Linked DNA regions of Mus musculus: regions 2 and 3 are each linked to region 1. Evidence: chromatin contacts called from public HiChIP or PLAC-seq and promoter capture Hi-C data. All regions are on one chromosome and are shown on one strand. Each heading gives the region's core, a stretch centred on a gene start, on an enhancer-like site or on the middle of the called end of the contact. The rest is flanking DNA. Distances are from core to core; before and after follow the strand shown. Region 1 overlaps Hsf2bp (heat shock transcription factor 2 binding protein). Region 2 has its middle 30 kb from the start of Wdr4. Region 3 has its middle 16 kb from the start of Ndufv3.

The links. HiChIP or PLAC-seq counts read pairs in DNA pulled down with a chosen protein or histone mark. Capture Hi-C pulls out chosen DNA fragments and counts their contacts.
Region 2: a FOXA1 HiChIP or PLAC-seq map of pancreatic cancer cells shows a contact between it and region 1. The contact joins two enhancer-like sites. A contact is called at or near these places in 1 of 115 datasets of contacts at active chromatin or transcription factors (pancreatic cancer cells) and 2 of 9 other capture datasets (adipose tissue and embryonic stem cells).
Region 3: a promoter capture Hi-C map of adipose tissue shows a contact between it and region 1. The contact joins two enhancer-like sites. A contact is called at or near these places in 2 of 9 other capture datasets (adipose tissue and pancreatic islet).

Annotation. Positions count from the first base shown.
Region 1 is chr17:31,964,138-31,967,317 of GRCm38.p6, reverse strand. All of the region lies in intron 7 of Hsf2bp (heat shock transcription factor 2 binding protein), which reads left to right. Among named protein-coding and RNA genes, the nearest start is that of Gm30571, 53 kb to the right of the region's middle. Within about 2 kb of position 1,452, at least 93 of the 459 cell types and tissues checked have an H3K27ac peak or open chromatin away from gene starts, as enhancers often do. A contact at or near this core is called in adipose tissue and pancreatic cancer cells, where this site is marked.
Region 2 is chr17:31,481,216-31,484,395 of GRCm38.p6, reverse strand. No RefSeq gene overlaps it. Among named protein-coding and RNA genes, the nearest start is that of Wdr4, 30 kb to the left of the region's middle. Within about 2 kb of position 1,560, at least 16 of the 459 cell types and tissues checked have an H3K27ac peak or open chromatin away from gene starts, as enhancers often do. A contact at or near this core is called in pancreatic cancer cells, where this site is marked.
Region 3 is chr17:31,534,316-31,537,495 of GRCm38.p6, reverse strand. No RefSeq gene overlaps it. Among named protein-coding and RNA genes, the nearest start is that of Ndufv3, 16 kb to the right of the region's middle. Within about 2 kb of position 1,460, at least 124 of the 459 cell types and tissues checked have an H3K27ac peak or open chromatin away from gene starts, as enhancers often do. A contact at or near this core is called in adipose tissue, where this site is marked.

The sequences.
Region 1 (3,180 bases), core at 203-2,702:
CCTTCCTCATTTTGCTCTCATTCTACAGAGCTGTGAACATTGTGTCTTACCAGTTCCCTTGGGGTTTTAATGTCATCTTTCTCTTGCTAGCTCACATTGCTTCATTCCATTTTCCTGTCTTTTCCTCCACTCATCTTTCATTTCTTTGTTTTTCTGTGCTTGTGTGCATAGGAACACATTGCCACCATGCTGATGTGAACTAGCACAGGCAGCTTTTTTATGTGGGTTCTGGGGTCACACCTGAATGGCTGGGCCTGCCTGGCTAACACTCTACTCACTGAGGCGTTCTTCTGGCCCTCACAGATTTTCTTCACCTCGCCCTTTAATTCTCTCTCTAGTAACCACTTTGTCTCAGTTATTGTATTTTCAGTTCTAGCTTGCTTTGTTACTAAGTATACTTTCTCTTTATTTGCTAGGATCATTTTTAAGACTTTACACCTTTGTTCATTGAGGAACTCTCATGGTGGCTGCTTTAAAACCATTGTATTAACCTGTCACTACACTGAAATACCCAAGGCAGGTTAATTTGTAAATTTTGAAAATGCTTATTTTGGTTCATGGGTTTGAGGGTCAATGCCTTAACAGCTCTGTTAATGTTCTGGTAAGGAACACCTGTGCTGCATCCTGTTGTAATAGACAACTCAGGTCTATGTGTGTCTTTATCTACTTTTACGAAGCTACCAGGGTTCAGTCACTAATGATTGAATTAATTCCCAAAGGCCTTACCACTAAAAGCAATTAGTATATTATTTACACTTTAACACTACTAACAACTCACGAATGGCATTTAGATTCCCACATGAGTTCTGGGAGGGAGCAAGGCCTCTAAAGGCAGGGGTCCTATAGACCCTTTTAAGACAGTCAGTCCTAGCATGTCCCCTCTGTGTGAGACAGTCCTAGCATGTCCCCTTTGTTTGGTGATCCTTCATCATATTGCCTCACCTGTCTCTAAGTGCCAGGTTTCTGTGACTGGGACTGAGTTCTGTATTACTCTTCTATATACATGGTCTATGATAGTTTCCCTCCCTTCAACTATTGTCACAGTGACTGAGCTCTTATGGAGTCATCATGAGGTTATCCCTATTGGCTGTACCCTTGGCTGTATTTATCTCATGACTCCAGTCTTATCCTTTCCAGGGGTCCACAAAGCTCTTTCTAGCATGCCCAGTGTCAGCGAGGGTGCAGTGGAACCACCAGTAGGCTGACCACTCTACCTAGACCACTCCACAAGTAGAAGGAAAGGTTTAGTGGGGAATCTAACTTCCAGGCTGTCTCAAAGTAGGGGGTAGAACAGCCAAAACGCTGGGAGAAGTCTTGTTAGTTTTAAGGAGACAGCTAGCAGTGAGGGAGGGAAGCATGTAAGCCAGAACAGCCTGCAAGTTAGAGCAAGGGGAGGTCTGATGTGGGCCAGAATAGCCTGGAAAGTACCAAGGGACTTTAATCTGTTACAGGTTTGTCTGACTGAGTTAATCAGGAACTAGATGCTCCTGCCAGAGGCAGTTGGCTGTAAGGGGTGGGTAAGGGAAGTGATGGCTTTTCCCAACAAACAGAAAGCAACTTTACAAGGGTTCTGAGGAATGTGGAGTTTAGGCTTTTGTTTGCCCACAGCGATCCTTCTGTTGACCTGGTCAGAGTCCAGCCTGAGCTGAGGCAGACTGTGTCATTGAGGACATTGTCAGCAGCACTGCTATTTGGGGGCCTGTGCTGGGTCCAACACCTAGTTATTTTGTTCCTCCTGCAGTTTCTTTATATTTGTATTGTAGTTGCCTTATTCACATAAAAGGGGCCTTTTACTTACAGGGTAAATGAGCCTTACTCTGAGTATTGCTCATACAGTGAATTAATTTATATATGTATTCACTTTACATCCTGATCACAGCCCCCCTCCCTCTTCTCCTCCAAGGTGTACCCTCACAACACCCTCCCCCCATTACTCCCTTTCCTTCTCCTCAGAAGTACCATGGGTACCAGCCTGCCCTGGCACATCAAGTCACAGCAGGACTAAGTGCATTCTCTCCTACTGAGATCAGACAAGGCAGCCCAGCTAGGGGATAGGGATCCAAAGGAAGGCAACAGAGTCAGAGAAAGGCCCCTCCCACCCCACTCCCCACCCCCACTCCAGTTGTTAGGAGACTCACATGAAGACCAAACTGCACATCTACTACAAATGTGGGGAGGGGGGAGGCTAGGTTGAACCCCTGCATGCTCCTTGAAAGGTTGGTGGTTCAGTCTGTGAACCCCCAAGGGTCCAGGTTTGTTGACTCTGTAGGTCTTCCTGTGGTGTCTTTGACCCCTCTGGCTCTTTCCATCCTTCTACCTTACCCCTCACTCTTTCACAAGACTCCCTGAGCTTGGCTGTGGGTCTCTGAATCTGTCTTTCCATCAGCTGCTGAATGAAACCTCTCAGAAGACATAGTAAAAATGGCCATCTTACCAAAAGCAATCTACAGAATCAATGCAATTCCCATAAGGTTTCCAACCCCGCTCTTTACAGAGCTTGAGAGAGCAATTATCAACTTCATATGGAAAAACGAAAAACCCAGGATAGCTAAAACAATCCTATTCAATAAAAGAACTTCTGGAGGTATCACTAACCTTGATTTCCAGCTGCACTATAGAACAATAGTAATAAAGACCTCATGGTATTGGGATAAAAACAGACAGGCTAATCAATGAATTAGAATTGAAGAGCCAGAAATAAGCTCAAATATCTATGGATACTTGAGTTTTGACAAACCAAAGCATACAATGGGGAAAAAAAAGCTTCTTCAACAAATGCTGGTGGTCTATCTAGATACCTGCATGTAGAAGAATGCAAATAGATTCATATTTATCAACTTGCACAAAACTCAAGTCCAAATGGGTCAAAGACCTCAACATAAAACTGGATATACTAAATTTAATAGAAGAGAAAGTAGGGAAATGTCTTGAATACACTGGCACAGGAGATAATTTCCTGAACTGAACACCAATAGCTCAGGCACTAAGATTAGCAATAAATGGAACCTCACGAAACTGAAAAGCTTCTGTAATGTAAAGGGCACCATCAATAGGACAAAATGCAAAAGACCTTCACCAACCCTACATCTGATAGAGGACTAATATCCACAATGTATAAAGTGCTCAAGAAATAACACTTACAAACCAAATAACCCAATTTTAAAAGGGGGTACAGGGGGC
Region 2 (3,180 bases), core at 311-2,810, 480 kb after region 1:
AACGTGTCAGCTTAGTAAGTCAACAGGACACCAGAGAAACGACACAAGTCAGTTATGTTTCTACCAATGAGCATGTGGACAATTGCCAGTTACGGTCTGGGTAATTGTTACATGTCTAGCCTGCCATTTTGTGCTTTTACTAATGGCATAAGGAAACTTTCTCAATACCCTGTTACTAGAATTTTCTGGGCTTTGTGCTTTGTTCTGTGATTGGTTCTTGGAAACCAATCACAACAGAAGTCAGTTAGAACTGGCGCACACCTTTAATCCCAGCACTTGGGAGGCAGAGGCAGGCGAATTTCTGAGTTTGAGGCCAGCGTGGTCTACAGAGTGAGTTCCAGGACAGCCAGGGCTATGCAGAGAAACCCTGTCTCGAAAAACCAAAAGGGAAAAAAACCTGCTTTGTATAATTAGCCACAATAAGCTTGGACCCAAACCAACCACGAGGTAGCACTTCCTGCACCTGTGTATGAACTTTTATTGTATACGCTGCCCCTGGGATGCACCCCAACATAAGAGAGACATCCGCACCAATATAAGAAACTATTTGGAAAAAAGACTTCCATTTTGAGTAGTGGTTGAGTAAAGTTTAAGTTCCCAAGACCTCCCTGGGAACTGACATCCTACTTGGCAGAGAGAGTCATGTATGTGGATAACTGACATCCTGGTTGACAAGTTAAGACATGAATGTAGACAAGGCAAGACCCCTGTCACGTTGAATAGCCCAATCAATGGGAGCAGGATAAGTGTACAGCAAAGATATGTTCCTAAGATAATCCCTTATCCCTAAATCCCGATTGGTGGAATAACACGGCACAGATGTTTGTAGACTTGACTGAGATGGGTGTTCATGTGGTTTGTGAGATGACTCCTGGACCCCAATAGCCTTAAAGGTATATTAGCATATCTCTTCACTCAGGAAAAATAAATATTGAAGTGTAAACCGACAAAGCATGTCTGGACTAGAGACTTAAAAAGTAGAAATAATAATGAAAAAAATAAATATCTAAATGAAAGCAGAGACATACCTTGTTCCTGGGTTGGAAGATCCAGTTTTTCAAGGATGTCAATTCACTCTAAGTTGAAATATACATTTAATTAAATGTCTATGAAGACACAACAAAATTACTGTAACTGTCTTCAGGCACACCAGAAGAAAGAGGGCATCAGATCCCATTATAAACGGCTGTGAGCCACCATGTAGTTGCTGGGAATTGAACTCAGGACCTCTGGAAGAGCAGTCAGTGCTCTTACTCATTGAGCCCTCTCTCCATCTAGCCCCACAACAAAATTTTATAAACACAGGCAAGATAATTCTGAAATACAGGAAGACTGCAATGGTCACTACTGATTGTTAACTTGATAGGGTGTAGAATTATCTGTGAGACAAGTCTCCCGGTTTGCTTATGCAGGGTTATATTATGTTCGATGAGGTGGGACGATTCACCCTAAGGAGTGGGCGGCTCTGCTCCCTGATGGGGAGCCTGGACCCATCAAAATGGAGAAAGTGAGGTGAGCGGAACAGTAGCAGCCGTCACTCTCTGCTCTCTGACTGCATCTGCAGTTGTGACCGGCTGACTCATGTTTCCCTTGTCTCCACCTCCTTACCCAGTCAGTATAAAACTTAGTCTGTATAAAACCTGAAGTTGTTTTTGTCAAAACATTGTATCACAGAGACAGCAGTAAAGACTAGTGCTAGGTAAAGAAGGAGGGGCTGGAGAGAGAGCTTGGTGGTTCAGAACATTGGCAGCAATTCCAGATGGCCTGCATTTGATCTCTAGAACCCATTTGGTAGCTCACAACGGCCCTAACTCCCATGTGAGGGGGCGTCTAGTGTCCTTCTTCTGGCTTCCTTGAGCACTGCACTTACTAGTTTGCAGACCTCCATGCAGGCAAAACACCATCTCAGTTAGGGTTTTATTGCTACAATGAAACACCATGACCAAAAGCAACTTCGGGAGGAAAGGGTTTGTTTACACTTCCATAGCACTGTGTATCATGGAAGGCAGTCAGGACAGGGACTCACACAGGGCAGGAACCCGGGGGCAGGAGCTGATGCGGAGGCTTACTGGCTTTGTCTACATGGCTTGCTCAGCTTGCTTTCTTATAGAACCCAGGACCACCAGCCCAGGATGTGTGGGGCCCTACCCCATCAATCACTAATTACAAAAAGGCCCTACAGGCGTGATTACAGCTCAGTCTTATTGGGGGCATTTTCTCCAATGAAGCTCTCTTCCCTCTGATAACCCTAGCTTGGGTCAAGTTGACATAAAACTAAACAGGCCACACTCATACAAGTAAAAATAAAAAAACGTCTTTTTAAAAAGAGGGCGAAATAACTAAAAGCTTTTTTGAAAAGAGAAAGCAACATGGGAGGAATTAGGTTACCTAACTTAAAGAGCTATTGTCTTGTTGTAACAAAGTTGTGTGATCCTGGTAGATAGAAGTCAATGAGCGGGTTTCCGTAGTGTAGTGTAGTGTAGTGTAGTGTAGTGTAGTGTAGTGTAGTGGTAATCACGTTTGCCTAACATGAGAAATGTCCCCGGTTCAAAACCAGACAGAAACAAAGGTTGTTTGTTGGGCTGGTGTCACTGGGGCTGGAGAGAGAAGAAAAAGTGTCTGAAGACAGCTACAGTGTACTTACATATAATAATAAATCTTTAAAAAAAATCAATGAATGGAAAAGAGCCAGAAAAATCCAGATACAGACGACCACAGGTATGTTCCACTGGCTTCTGAGAAAACAGTACAGGCAATTCCTGTTTTAGTTATATTCATAACTTTGTGATACGCCACCCTGAACAGGGCAACTTATAAAAGAAGGCATTTAACTGTGTTCATGGATGCAGAGAATTAGAGTGACTGCCGTGACTGGTATTTCCACTGAGGAGGAGAGCTTGCCTATAGGCAGTGGGTGGGTGACACACAGAGGCCTCTCCTGCCTGGCTTCTCTCCAGGTGGCACACTCTGCTCAGAATTTATCAGAGAGGACTGTCTGTCTGTCTGTCTGTCATGAGTGTTACCTCCTTAGCGCTGGACACCGGCTGGTGACAGGTGTCCCTGCATACTAACCTGTAGCGGTAACCATCTCCACAGACTGGTGAGCAATCTGTTGCTCATCATATCTTCTGCATGCTCACTGGCAGGCACATCTGGTGTGCTTTGGATTTTTGTTGTTAA
Region 3 (3,180 bases), core at 211-2,710, 430 kb after region 1:
TGTGTGCCTCGCCCACCTCCCATTGAGTCGGGAAGAGGACACAGGTCACTTGCCTCCGGCCTCGGCAGAGCCCAGACAGCTCATAGACACACACTAGTGTAGATCTGGAATCACCAACACTAGCGTGCTAAGGGGACAATGGTGGAGCTGCAGGAGCTTGTTTACGGCTGTCATATGGGGTCTGCATCATTTTAAGGAGACAGGGACAGATGTGCCCCTACCTCCTGCTCATCCGTGTGGTACCTTTAAGTAAAAAGCAGATGTTAGGGGCTGAACAGTGGTGCCACAGACCTTGAATCCCAAATTCTAGGACGGCCAGGACCACACGGAGAAACTCTGTCTTGAAACAAACAGCAAAGGAGCAGATGTTAGTGATAGTGCTTTATGGCTTTCCAACTCTCAGGGAAAACTTATTTTTTGTTGTTGTTGATAATGATTTATGCTAAAGATAAAGGAGCACTGCAGCCGGGCGTGGTGGCGCACGCCTTTAATCCCAGCACTCAGGAGGCAGAGGCAGGTGGATTTCTGAGTTCGAGGCCAGCCTGGTCTACAGAGTGAGTTCCAGGACAGCCAGGGCTACACAGAGAAACCCTGTCTCAAAAAAAAAAAAAAAAAAAAAAAAAAAAAAAAGAAAAAGAAAAAGCAAAAGAAAAAGAGAAGAAAAGGGAGCACTGCAAGCCCACATTTCTCATTTTATTTTATTATTTTATCATCTTATTTCATTATACTGGATTGCGTGAGGCCATTTTCAAACAACTAAAGAGAACTGTATTGAATGAATCAAGGTGGTCTCAGAAAGACAAAAATCCTATGTTTTCTCTCATTTGTGGATCCTAGATATTGTACAGATTTATAAGAGCATGTATGTACAGATGACATGAAAACTGAATCAAAACATTCTAGGGAACAAAAGAGACTAATGGGAGGGGGAGAAGGGAGGGGAGGGAGAGGGAAGGGGAGGAGAGGAGGGGGAAGGGGCAGGGAAGAAGGGGGAAGGGGAGGAGAAAGGAGGAGGGGATGGAGGAAGAGGAGGAGCAGGGGAGGGGGAGGAGAGGAGGGGAGGGGAGGGGGAAAAGAAGACAGGGGAGGGGGAGAAGAAAGGAGAGGGGAAGGGGGGAAGGGAAGGGGAAGGGAGGGGAAGAGAAGAGAGAGGAGGAGGGAAGGGAAGAGTAGGAGGGGTGAGGGGAAGGGAGAGGAGGGGACAGGAGAGGAGGGAGGAGAACGGGGGATAATAGGCTAGAGGAACATGCTTTTTCCACACAGATTTTCCTCAGCCAGGTCCTTCAACGTTCCACATGCACAGGCTGAATATAAAGAGGACGCACTGAGGCTTTCCTGAGAGCAATGCACTTGCCATTGCTCTTGGACCAGCCAGAGGAGGACTTCTGAGAAGCCGGTGGGGGAGGTGCGGGGCCCAGTCAGGAAATTCACAGAGCCAAGCTGTCCAATGTTCAGAAGACATTGCCAGCACACACAATGGGAGCGATCTTTCTACTCTGACTCTGTCATGTTCCCCTAGGCTGTGTGGGAGCAGCCGCTGGCTGGGAACCTGCCAAGGGAAGGGAGCTCTCTTTGTTAGCCCATATGGGCTGCTGCAACAAAATGCCGTTAGTGGTGGGGCTCATGGAAACACAGACTTATTCCTTGCCATTCTAGAGTTAGGGAGTCCAAGACCAGGGAGCAGGCAGATTTAGTATGGCAAGGGCCATTTTCCTGGTCGTTCTGTAAAGTTAAGACAGGAAGATGATGCAGGCCTGAGTTTGTGGATCACATGACTGACCAAGCACAGAGAAGGTGACTTTTTGTTCACAGTGCCTAACAAGGGGTGAGGGAAGGGAGAAACCTTGACTTTGGACATGGCTGGTAGCTCTGCCTCGTCAAGCCTGAAGGATGTCAAACCTGACTAAAGTCACGAGGCTCTCTGGGATGGGTGTGACCAGAGCATCGGAATGGGTGTGGAAAGATCCTGGTAGACATGGAATGCTCCCACTGGGCATGTGAGTGCTCGCACTGGGCATGTGAGGGTGTTCCTACTGGGTGAATGTGTGCTCACACAGGGCACAGGAGTACTCCCACTGTGTTGAGTACTCCCACTGAGTGTGTGAATGCTCCCACTGGGTGTGTGAGTTCTCCAAACAGGTACATGGGCAGTGCAGCTTATGAAAAAGAGGCTTTGGAGATTAGCTTAGAGGTCAGCTCCTGTCCCTGCTGAGCTCTGAGCGTCAGTCAAGCTCTTGGTTGTTGTCAAGCTGAGGTATCGGATCCAGTAGTTGAGACAGGTGTTTGGTGAAGTACGATGTGGTCCTCTCAGGGAAGGTGGATTTTCCTCCAAATTCATGTCCCAGTGAAGCATAGACCACTCTGGTGTAGCCTCCCCCAACCTGAAGTGGGCTGGTACAAATCTTGTCGCCACTGAGGTGCAGCTTTCTGACTCGGCTGGCTCCTTTTTGAAGTGACAACTGCCCTGCTCTTCTGCTACCTGCCGAGAGGCTGAACCTGTCTTCCTGAGAGATTGCTGAATAAGCAACCAGCCTGGCGACAGAGTGCTGACAGAATGGCTCTGATAGAACCTAGTGGGGAAACCCCCCCTCCATTCCCGATTCGGCGTGCACTCAAAAAAATCACGAAGGACCATCTTGATGTAATTACATGAGGTCGTTTAATTACGGAGCTCCGGACCGACATGCATCCCACACAGGAGATAACGGGTGTCGGCCACGAGGCTCGAAAGCTAGGGGTTTTTATGGGGTAAGGGGCTTAGGGGTATGGAATTCAGCACAGCAACACACTATTGGCTTATTCAAACATCAGCAGAAAAATTACATGTACGTGCAGGGTGTCAGAGTTCTGTGAGTTGTTGATTCAGTTCAGATAGCCCTGTTATGTCTTCACATTCCCCTTTATCTTATGGTCAAGATGTTCCCAGGAATGTTTTAACTATGGGGCATACCCAGGTTTGTTTTTCTTTTTTCTCAGCCCCAGGCAGCCTCTAGGCTCACAAACAACCAGCAATTTCTGAGTACGTTACATGACTTACAGGTCTTGAAATTTTATCTTTCTTTCAGCTCCAGGCACCAAGAGTGGACTGGTTGGGGGGGGGGGTGGGCCTTCCCCCTTATAAGCACAATCTCTAAGTAAACTCGTGGGCCTTCTTGGCCTCGTTCTTTTCTCGCCGTCTAA